2 separate regions of the Rattus norvegicus genome follow, and region 2 is linked to region 1. The links are chromatin contacts, called in public Hi-C maps. All regions are on one chromosome and are shown on one strand. The core of a region is the stretch at or near the end of the contact, and the rest is flanking DNA. Distances in the headings are between cores, read along the strand shown.

What was found. Hi-C and Micro-C count contacts between places; a contact is called where the count stands out from the background.
Region 2: a contact with region 1 is called in a Hi-C map of Schwann cells, with 4 times the contacts expected there. The contact joins two enhancer-like sites. A contact is called at or near these places in 1 of 12 Hi-C or Micro-C datasets (Schwann cells) and 1 of 1 datasets of contacts at active chromatin or transcription factors (oligodendrocytes).

What each region holds. Positions count from the first base shown.
Region 1 is chr2:45,272,713-45,278,053 of GRCr8, reverse strand. It overlaps LOC134485837 (a long non-coding RNA gene), which reads right to left. Exons shown (of 2, transcript XR_010064080.1): 2 at 1-5,341. Among named protein-coding and RNA genes, the nearest start is that of Map3k1, 130 kb to the right of the region's middle. Within about 2 kb of position 2,378, at least 19 of the 93 cell types and tissues checked have an H3K27ac peak or open chromatin away from gene starts, as enhancers often do. A contact at or near this core is called in Schwann cells, where this site is marked.
Region 2 is chr2:45,479,245-45,484,585 of GRCr8, reverse strand. No RefSeq gene overlaps it. Among named protein-coding and RNA genes, the nearest start is that of Ankrd55, 170 kb to the left of the region's middle. Within about 2 kb of position 2,790, at least 7 of the 93 cell types and tissues checked have an H3K27ac peak or open chromatin away from gene starts, as enhancers often do. A contact at or near this core is called in Schwann cells, where this site is marked.

The DNA.
Region 1 (5,341 bases), core at 1,129-3,628:
ATGGTTGGATGAACACTGGTGTCATGTGTTAAAGGGGTTGGGTTGGGGCAAGGGTATCATTGTGCTGAGTCTGTTAGTTTACATATGGCAGATGAGCTACTTCTAAGAATTCACTAGTCTTGGGGAAGGCAGTTTCTCCCCGAAAAGCAAATATTTTAAGACAGCAAATTATCAGAAAATTTAAAAACAGTAATTACAGCTAGGTGTGACAGTCTGCACCTATGATCCCAGCACAGGGGAAGCTGAGGCAATAAATTCTATTGTGTGTTTCAATATAGCCTGGGCTATACAGGGAGACCATACCTCAGAATGAATGAATAAACATTGTAGCCACTGTAGTATAGGTAACAGAACCTACTCTGAGCATTGAAATCAAAAGTATTTTGTATACTTTTATGTACGTTGTATGCAAAAGACTTAGTATATGGGTGGAGTGCTTACACACCGTTGAAGCGGTAAACAGAAATAGAGAAGCTACTGGGATTGGTACCCTTACCTGGGCTGCGGACTGGCTATGCGAAGCTGTTTCTCTCCACTGGTTGTCTCCAGCACTTGTGCAGCCATGGTTACCAGCAAGAGGACTTTACACATTCTCTTGAAAGTTTTAAAAACAGAGAAAGGAGTGGGTAGCTAGGGCCACAGACTCCTGTGCACTAGAGAGCATGGGACGTGTATTAAGACGTAGGGCTGAGCTTTTTCCCCTGAGAGCCTCCTTGAATGCACAGTCAAGGCTCCTGTCCTTTGCACGGCCTTTCTCCAACCCACTGACTAATCCCTTCCTCAGTGGGTGTTCCAATAGCAGAAGAGGTTGTTTTTATTATGTTGCCTGTCAGACTTCTCCAAGGCTTGCTGGGAAGCTGCACAGGACCATTTCATGCCATGCAGTCGGTACATAAGTGACTGCTGAATGGATGGGTGAGGCTGGGCCTCTGATCACAGACCCTGGGAGACACAGAAGGGGCCTAGTAGAGAGGCACCAAATAGATGAACCTTCTTTTCATCAAGACTGAGATTTTGGATGGTTATCAGTGAATCTTCTCTCTGGTACTGCAAATTATCTAACAAGGGGAGCCTGAATGGGGAGTTGGAAGCAGGAAACAATATAATTACTGTCTCAACCTTCACTCAGAGAGACTAGTTTCCAGTATGGTCAATAGTAATCCAGTTTTAGCTGAGTGTGGTAGTGTAGGCTTGTAATCTGCTAAGTCACTCGCGCCTGAGAAAGGCCAAGAGTTTGGGAAACAGTGTATCAGTGAAGGAAGTCATGGCAGGAGCTGGTGCAGAGGCCATGGAGGGGTGCTGCTTACTGGCTTGCTCTCCATGGCTTGCTCAGACTGCCTTCTTATAGTACCCAGGACCACCAGCCCAGGCATGGCACCTCCCATAGCAAACATCAGTTCCTTCCCACATCAATCGCTGGTTAAGATAATGCGTCACAGGCTTGTCCACAAGCCAATCTGGTATTTCCTCAGCTGATGCTCCCTTTTCTAAAATGAGAAGGGGCAGTTGCCAAGCCTCTGTTCTCACCATGGCTTGTCTCCAGTGGTAGCAAAGGTGATAACACCGCTCCCCGGCGAGACTGTACCCACTTGGCAGCCACAGTAGACATAGTCTCCCTCTCAATACAGCCAGCACACTCTTTCCAGATTTTAACGACTCAGCCCAGTGTGGTCCCACCTATCCACTACACAAATCCCAAAGAAGAAATCGTCCACCTTCTATTAACACATGCTGTGTCTACTCCCAAACCCAGAGGCCGGTCTATGCCACCAAAGCCCACTGGCTAGCTGTGTTAGAATGAAAGAAAATCAAGGTAATAGAGCAGAAAGAGGAAGGTGAGGGGTTGGGGATTTAGCTCAGTGGTAAAGCGCTTGCCTAGCAAGCGTAAGGCCCTGGGTTCGGTCCCCAGCTCTGAAAAAAAAGAAAAAGAAAAAAAAAAAGAAAGAGGAAGGTGGGTGGGTGCTGGGCAGTCAGAATGACTGACAGATGTGTACGTAGCAGGCACTATGGTAGCCCAACAGCAAACCTGCAGCCATTCCCACTTGCTCCATAAGCCAGCTGCCTAAGGGAATTGGTACAGAAGGGAAGAGAAAATGATATTTGTTTCTTGTCTGGTGAAGGATTGGAGAGAGAAAGGGAAAACCCATGACTTAGAGATCTTGAGTGGCAGAGAAGAATGAGAAGGAAGGGGGCTGATGCCGGGATGTAAATGTAATGAACAATAGAGACAATTAAAGAGGAAGTGCTTCCCCTCGTTTGTCAGCAGCGCCTGTGAGGAACAAGAGCAGTCCCTTCCCTTGAGCCTCAGCTGCTCACTGCCTTTCCAGCCACCTCCTAGGGAAGAATGAAGCCCTAACAACCAGCATGGGGTCAGGGCTGGCCTCCACCCAAGCCTGAACAGTACCCCCATTGAGGGACCTCAGGGGCAATCCTGGTTGCCTCTCCCTTCTCCCACTCCCCTCAATGGGCCGTTTGTGGGATTAACAAGGACTGGGAGACACATTGCCCATCTCCTCCGAGGCCCCAACAGCTGCAGGATTCCTCAGGAACTCCTCGGGGCCCTGCACATCCTTGCAAAGACACGAATGGGAGGGCTGCCGGATTCTGAAAGGGGTCTCCAGGGGCCCGCTAGATGAGAGGGGGAAAACAGTCCTCCTTCATTCCGGGCTTTTTCCTCCATCTCCTGAAGTAGCCACTCTTCATCCTAAGAGCATTCGGTTTCCTGTCTTCTCCCAGCTCAGACACACCGCGTGCGGCCCTTCTCGATAGCTGAGTCAAGAGAGAGGAGGGATTAATCTTTCTCAAACGCTGAGGTCACAGCTAGACATCCATGGCCAAATATTCATCTTTATTTTCTGCTTCTCCTGCTGAAATAAAATGGAACCAGAAAGGGCCCGCGTGCCCACTTACCCAGAAGAACAACAGGCAGGGTTGTACCATTTCTCCTGTGCTCTGTAAAGATAATTCCTTGTCACCCACAAGAACCAGACCAAAGCAGTTTCCAGTGTAGACGCAGGTGAGCACGAACCATCCCTGACTTTTGGCTTCCATGGCATACAAAGATTTTTTTTTCGTGTGTGTTTTCATTCGAAAGATGCAAGCTAATCCCCTGCCTCTGTCTTTCCTTAAGACCTTGTTGCAGATGGAATCCATGAGAGACAGTACAGTCGAGAGAGATAAAAGTGCGTCTACCTGTAGGGCTGAGGACATCGAAGGTGGCTCAGTTAACAGTGTGCTTGCCATAAATGTGGGCCTGCCCTTCACCCCCAGTGGCTACATCCAGTCTGAGTGACAGCACATGCCTCCAATCCCAGCACTGGGGAGGTGGAGACAAGCCGATCTCAGCAGTTCACTGGGCTAAATAGCCTGGTGAGTTCCAGGTTCAGAGAGAGACTTTGTCTCAAGAAGTAAGGAAGAGGGGGGGAAAGTGACTGAGGAAGACCCCAGACATCAACTCTGTCCACATGCACACGCACACACACACACACACACACACACACACACATGAGTACAAACCAAACACACACTGGCCATGTGCACACACACTAGTGTATATATACACCTATGTACACACACATGTACACACATACACATTTATTGGTAAAAGATAATTATTGAAGCATAACAGCGCGGAACTCCAGATGTGGAGTCATTAGTATTCATGTGTTTATTCTCGTGGGTGGTACAATGAAGGAAAGGGGTTCTCTGTGGGATGGTGGACCGTGAGAGGTAGCCTGGTCCTCAATCCCAGAAACCCTGAAGAGACTGTAGGAACTTCAACTGCTTCCAGGTACCAAGCCCCTGTCACTAGTCACAGCCCCCCAAAGATCTGTGGCAATCAGTTACATAAGGACAACCAACATCTTAAGCCCCCCACATATAGATTAGGCATCCCTAATATCTCAGACAAAGACAACAGGAAAAGGATGTGGTCTGTGGTCACATAGGCTCAAGACAGAGATCGCCATTCTAATGAGGTACTTAGAGGCCTGCAGGGTTTAGCCAATAAGCTTTCCTTCCCAGACATCCCAAGGTATTTAATCACAGGCCCACCCTGAGAAGTGGGGTGTGGTTTTAAACATCCACTTTCCACCAAGGAAATAAATGATTTGGAACTATAGACTGTCTCTTTTTATCGGAATCCGCCGTGGGAAGCCATGGAGAAGGTCTTTGTCTACAGAGCCGCTGTCTAATCTCTCCTAGAAGGCCTCTCTGCACTCTCCCAGCCATGACAGCCACCAAGCCCAAGCCTGCAGATCTGAGGCTAGATCTGCCCTCAGGCCCAGATTCCATTCTTAGTTCTTAGCTCTTCCTCGAATGGCACCTGAGTGTTCAAGAGCCTGGGAACTTCGCAGGCCTGGGGACCCCAGAGCCAGCTCTGACTGTCCCATGCCTTAGTCTGTGCTCTCCCACCCCAAGCAGTGGCTCGATGCTTCCCTGTGGCCCAGCACCTGCCCGGCACAGTGTGGGACAAGTGCTGCCAAACTCCCCACATTCTGCCTCCCCGAGCAGTCGCCATGCCTTGCAGCAGAGCAAATGCAGGACCATCAATCCTACACTCCTCCAGAGACAAACCGTGTGCTTCACAGCAGACAGAGTTTGGAGAGGGAAATGGTGCAGCTACATGCCTCTATTAGTTAGCTATTGGGCATTGTTATAAATCAGAAGCTATGTGCTTAAAGTCTCATCAACATGACTACCCAAATGTAAACGGTCCCAAGATAACACCAAACATGTTAAATTGGACAAGGAAAAGCCTAGAAGTCTTCAACCCTACACAAAGAACTGTGGAAAGCTGGGAATAGGCAGTGTTATACAGGCTAAACTGGCTACATTTAGGAATATATATGCATATACATATACAATACACAACTGTACATATATAGTGACGATTAGTGGAAAAAAGAGGCCATGACTTTGAAGGAGACCAAGGAGGGAGCCTGGGGGGGGGGGGGGGGAGAAGATCGTAATTTAATTACGATCTCAGAAAATAAAATAAAAAGAATACCTAGCAGACAGAAACAATTTATGACACAGAAAGGGGTATTTATTTTAGTTTTAGAGAATCCCAGTCCATCACAGCTGGCATGGTGGCTAATTTTGGTTGTCAACCTGGCAGAATATAGATATAGAATAGATATAGAATTCCTAGATATAGAATTCAAATGAAAACCCAAGCAGCTGAGCGTGGCTGTAAGGGATTTTTTAAAAATTGTTTGAGGTGGGAAGGCCCACCCTAAATCTCTGACACATCTCCTATTAGCAGGGAATACAAGGACAGGGAAGAAGGAAGCTTTTGCTTTTTGCCTGCTTACCCTCACTCTTGCTGGCAAGTTCATCT
Region 2 (5,341 bases), core at 1,541-4,040, 210 kb before region 1:
TTTTTTAATTCATTTACTGACCGATTTGCTTATTTGGACTCACCTGTACATTCCCAGATCCTGTTAATCAAATGTACACTATTTCTTCAAGTTCTGGTGTCCTCTTTAAACCCCCTCCCCCATCCACAATGTACCTGGTGCTCTTATGGTAACATGCAGTGTCATGGGAGGAGCACAGCATGGGACGGGGGACTGAGCGCATGGACCACTTCTTAGGGTATGAAGATTTAAGCTTTGGGTATAAAAGGAAGGGTTGGGGGAAGGTATCGTGAGTCAGCCTGATAAGAACCTGCTCAGGACACACCCCAGGATGACTTGGGACTAACGCATCTTTTTCTGTTTCTCTGGTTTGACTTGCACACTTGTTACTTAGTGCTCGATTAACAAAATTAAAGTGAGTCTTTATATATCTCCCATTTTCCCCCTTTTCCTCATTCTATTTAATTTCAGGCTCCTTAGGAGAGAGACCGTACATATCTTATTTCTAAATCAAACATCACAAAAGAAATAAGAGGTTAGGAGAAATTTAAGCGCTGGTGAATACATTTGTGACAAACCAGGCCAGTCCTGCAGTGAACTGAGAAATAGAAAGATGGAGTTGGGTCTGTTGACACAGGGCTCCCGTACCCATCACTCACGTGGGAGGCAGAAGCAAGAGCATCGTAAGGTCAAGACCTTCCTGGACTACAGAGTGGGTTCAAGACGAAGCCGGGCAACTTAGTGAGACAGTGTCTCAAAATAAAATGGTTGGTGATATAGCTCAGGGTAGAGTTGGTGTAGCATGCTTGAAGCCTTGAGTTAGAGCCCAGTAATGAGGGAAGGGGGAGGGAGGGGGAGGGGGAGAGGGAGGGGGAGAGGGACCAGCATGGTGGCACACATTTGTAATTCTGGCATTGGGGAAGCAGGGACAGGGGAGCCCTGGGGTTTGCTGACCAGCCTGCCAAATCTTCTGGTAAGTTCCAGGCTAATGAGGGAAGCTGTCTGAAAAACAGAAGTAGATGGCACCTGAACAATGATACCAGAAGGTGACCTAGGACAACCGCCCCCCAAACACACACACACACACACACACACACACACACACACACGCACACACACAGGCACACACAGGCACACGGACACACGGACACACGGACACAGACAATATCAAATCACCTTTTCCATGTTCTTAAAACATGTTTGTTGAATACAGTGAGTGCATGTGTGTATTTGTAACAACAGTTGAAGAAATAGAGGCCATGCATTTGACAGTGGAGCCATATATATGAAGAGTTGGAAGGAGAAAAGAAAAGGGACGGAATTACATTTTAATTAATGAAATTTTAAATTAGTTGATTTTGCTGTTCAGTTAACATTCTCACAAAGGTAATCATCACAGAGTTCCATTGATCACAAATTAACCACCTTACCCTGATTAATTATTATTATTATTATTATCATTATTATTATTATTTTAAAAGACAGAGCGGCCCAGGCTAGCCTCAAACTTACCATCTTCCTGAGTCCTGGGATTGTAAGGGTATGCCATGGCATGCAGTTTTCACTGAGTCTTAGTAACTTAGATGCTAGCAGGAGTCAGTTACCCTTCATTTGAAAGAATGCAAATGAAATCTTACTTTGGGAATAGCTAATTTTTACAAAATTCTATTATTGATTTTTAATTTAATTAATATATTTTTTAGTTAAAAAAACTCCCTTTTGCTTGGCCACGTCCCTCTGGGAACCCACAAAAGATCTAGAGCCATGGGCATATGACCACCAAGGCAATTTGTTCAATGGCGCAGAACTAGAACAAGAATAACAAATGCCTCCCTTGGTGAATGACTCAAATAAAGCCAGATTGTCCTTGGATTCAGTTTCATCCCTGGGCAGACAATAAATCATTCCACTGGCAGGGCATGGAATATGCCCCTTGGAACAGACTCCATGCGATTTAAGTTGCTTCTCTCCAGAGAATGGCTTTGGCAAGGCTTTCTCCACACACAGGTGAAAGGCAGTTTTCACATACAGAAAGCAAGCCCAGAAGTTTTTCCTGTAAAGAACCGTCACAGATGGCAGGTTATCCTGGAACCGAACAGCTAACACTCAACGGAGGAGACCAAGAGTGTGAGTCAAAGAGCCCTCTGAAAGTTTCTGGCCCAGACCCAATTACAAAGCAAATCTGTGGAACCACAGAACAAGAAAAGCACAAATGACATTTCCCAGAATGCACTGGTTTCCTACAGAAGGAGACTCGCATCTCTTGGAAGGAAAATTACACGACTCATGGTTTCGAGGACTATTGTGCGTTATCAGGATTTATTTTGTGGCTAAATACAATGGGACCCACTGCCCTGAGTGTGTTTCGATTGCAGGTCAAAATTGAGAAGCCTTCCTCCAGGTGAGCGGCTCCGGCGTGTAACACAACCCACAGGTGCATGTCGGCACATGGACGCACGCTCTGAGGACTCCGTGCCAGACTTTCATATCCAGCCTGGAGATTTTCCATTTTATATACAGAGAAAGAATTGTGACTTCGGTTAAAGACGAGGGCTGCTGAGGGCGTTAATTAGATCACCATCCCGAGCTGTGACCTGCTGACCTTTACTATCTTGGCTAAACGGGTGTGGCTCCGGCTGTTTCACAGCGCCTCCCTCCCTGCAAACTGAAATAGGAGCCTTCGTCTCATAATGTTGGACAAAGTTGATTTCTTTTTGCCCTCGAGGAGAGAGGCCTTTATTAGTCTCTGCTGACTGGAGTGAACTGACCTGCTTAAGGTCCGCTGGGACAGAGTGCCCAAACTGGAATCGCCACATTGGAACCTTTGGAACAAGTCCCAGGCACTGGCTGCAGAGGACGCAGAGGCTGTGTTTGGTGTCTCCTGTTTTGTGGCTCCAGTTAATCGACTCCAATCCACATGGTTGTTCGTTTGTTGGGTCACTCCCTGCAAACACATACCACACTACCACACACACACACACACACTCACACACACACACACACACACACACACACACACACACACACACGGCTATGCATTTTGAAATTTTTCCTGTGTGGGCTAGACGTTTGTTGCTACATCGATGGCATTTTTTGATCCTGTCAAATGTTAACAAAGGTTCACTTGACCAAAGTTACCGCAGGAAGCTGTGTCTGGCCTTGCAAAAGTTATACAGAGAAACTCCATTCCTGTGAGCCGGTCACTGACGATGTCTCACACTGGTCTGTGAACTATGATTGTATGAGGGTAGAGAGACTTTTCCCACAGAGAGGAGTGAAGTGCAGCATGCCTTTTCCTTTAGTATGAAGCTTTGAGGTTTTCAGTTTTTCATGCTCACCCATAAAACAAAGCAAAAAGGCAAAACTGTTTGGTTTCAACCTTGGGTCAAGGGACTGAGGCGTATGCTTTACATCAAAGCCTCCAGGTTCTCCCAGCATCCCTTAGTTCCTACCTGGCATACCCTGCCCCCAACCCTGAACTTTCCAGCCCAGGGGCTAAACTGTCTGTCCTTCAGAGCCTCTTCCCTATGTAATCCAGACTCTCCCCCCTCTCTCCTAACTCTACATGTACACTACCCTCCCACACACCCCCCACTCCCTTCCCATGGTAACCTCCCTGGCCTCCTTCCCTGGGGTCAGTGGACTCAACAAGAGCAGCTTCCCAATAAACCTGCATTTAATATAATCTAATCTGGCTTGCACTGACTCAGTTCACCAGCAGAGAAATAACTTATCAAAAATAAAACACAATTGTGGACTGGAGACTCAACTTAGCAAAGTCCTTGCCTAGAGCGCAAGCAGCCCTGGTTCAGTCTCTGATGCCACAAAAATCAGACGTGGTGGTGGCAAAATCCTATAATCTGCACAGTTTGCCTCCTCGGGTGGACCCCAGCTGCACTAGCCTGGCTGTCTGTCTTGCTCACACTGGGGACTGACTGCATTAGATGTCTCATTGGCTGCTGTGCGTAAGCAGCTCTCTCCCCAGAACCCTTAACATTTCCCTGACTCACCTTGCAAACGGCTAATCAAATTCTGCCTGTCCCAAGGGCTGCTTCAGAACCAACAACTGGAGACTGCCTGTGATGATGGAACTGTTTATAAACTATAATTACACTGTCTATAATAGCTATGTATAGTTTATATATAAGCTATACTATATATACTATAGGTAACCAATATATAGGTATATACTACCTATAACATGTTTTATAAGAACCCTAAAAACATTGCTCTCATGAAGCTCCCAGACTAAGGCTCCATATCCCCAGGAGGAAGAAAAGTTACAATTTGCAAGGTTTTAGGCAGAACAGAACAGTTCCTATGAAATTGCTGATATGTGGCCGTTTGACGTATACAAATATCAATTTCACGTGAGTTAAATCTAATCTGGGGTCGTTTTCACTGGGTGTGAGTTTCGGTCTAACAAGGCACCGCATTCTTGCCCAGTAGCGGAAGGACCCACATGTTTGGCAGCAGCTGGGGCTACGCTCAGAATCGCTCAGAATCCGAGATACCTGAAGGATAGGGGAAGTGGAGGAGCTTATGCTCCAAGCGTAAGTTTCAGAGTAGAATACATTGTTCACGTCATTCCCCAGGGAGCAGGACTTGGTCCTGTGGCTCCTGAAATGTCAGCTTTATGCCAGGCAGCTGTGCGTGCCGTATAAAGGACACTTTCACACCGACTTGGGGAAATGAGAAGACAGCCTTGGTGTCTCCTGAATCTGACAGTTTGCAAGTTCTTACTAAGGAGGAAGCACACTAGGAGGGAAAGGGGGGCTCCCAGTGAGCCCAGGGTCAAATGCTTTTATTCAGTTCTTAGGCTCAAAGGGAAGAATTGGAATCCTGAATGGGTTTTACACATTTGTGCTGTCCCTGAGGACAGGAAGGCCTCCTGCAGACTAGAGTTTAATTTCCTGATGTAACACCAGCATGGTGGTGGCTCTTGTCCTTTTAAGCACAGACCAGGAGGTTCTTAAGAATCATCCTATCCCTTCCCCATGCTGGTCCTCATTGGAGTGTATTTGACTCTTTTTTAAAAATATATACTGTGTGTGCATGCTTGCTTGCAGGCATGTGTTTGTGTGTGCATGAGTGTGTGTGTGTGCATGAATATGTATGTGTGTGGGTGTGCATAGACACCTCACCACACATCCTTCTGATGAGACCAGAGGTTGATGTTGCATATTTCCTGTCTCTCTCTCTATCAGCCCTCCGTATTCTTTGAGACAGAACTCCCACTGAACTTGAAATTCACTGTTTTTGGTAGATCAGCTCCTCCTGAGCCCCCAGGATCCGTCTGCCTTTGGGCCGACCAGAGTCATAGACATGTAGCACTATGCCCACCTTTTTGTGGGTCTAGCAT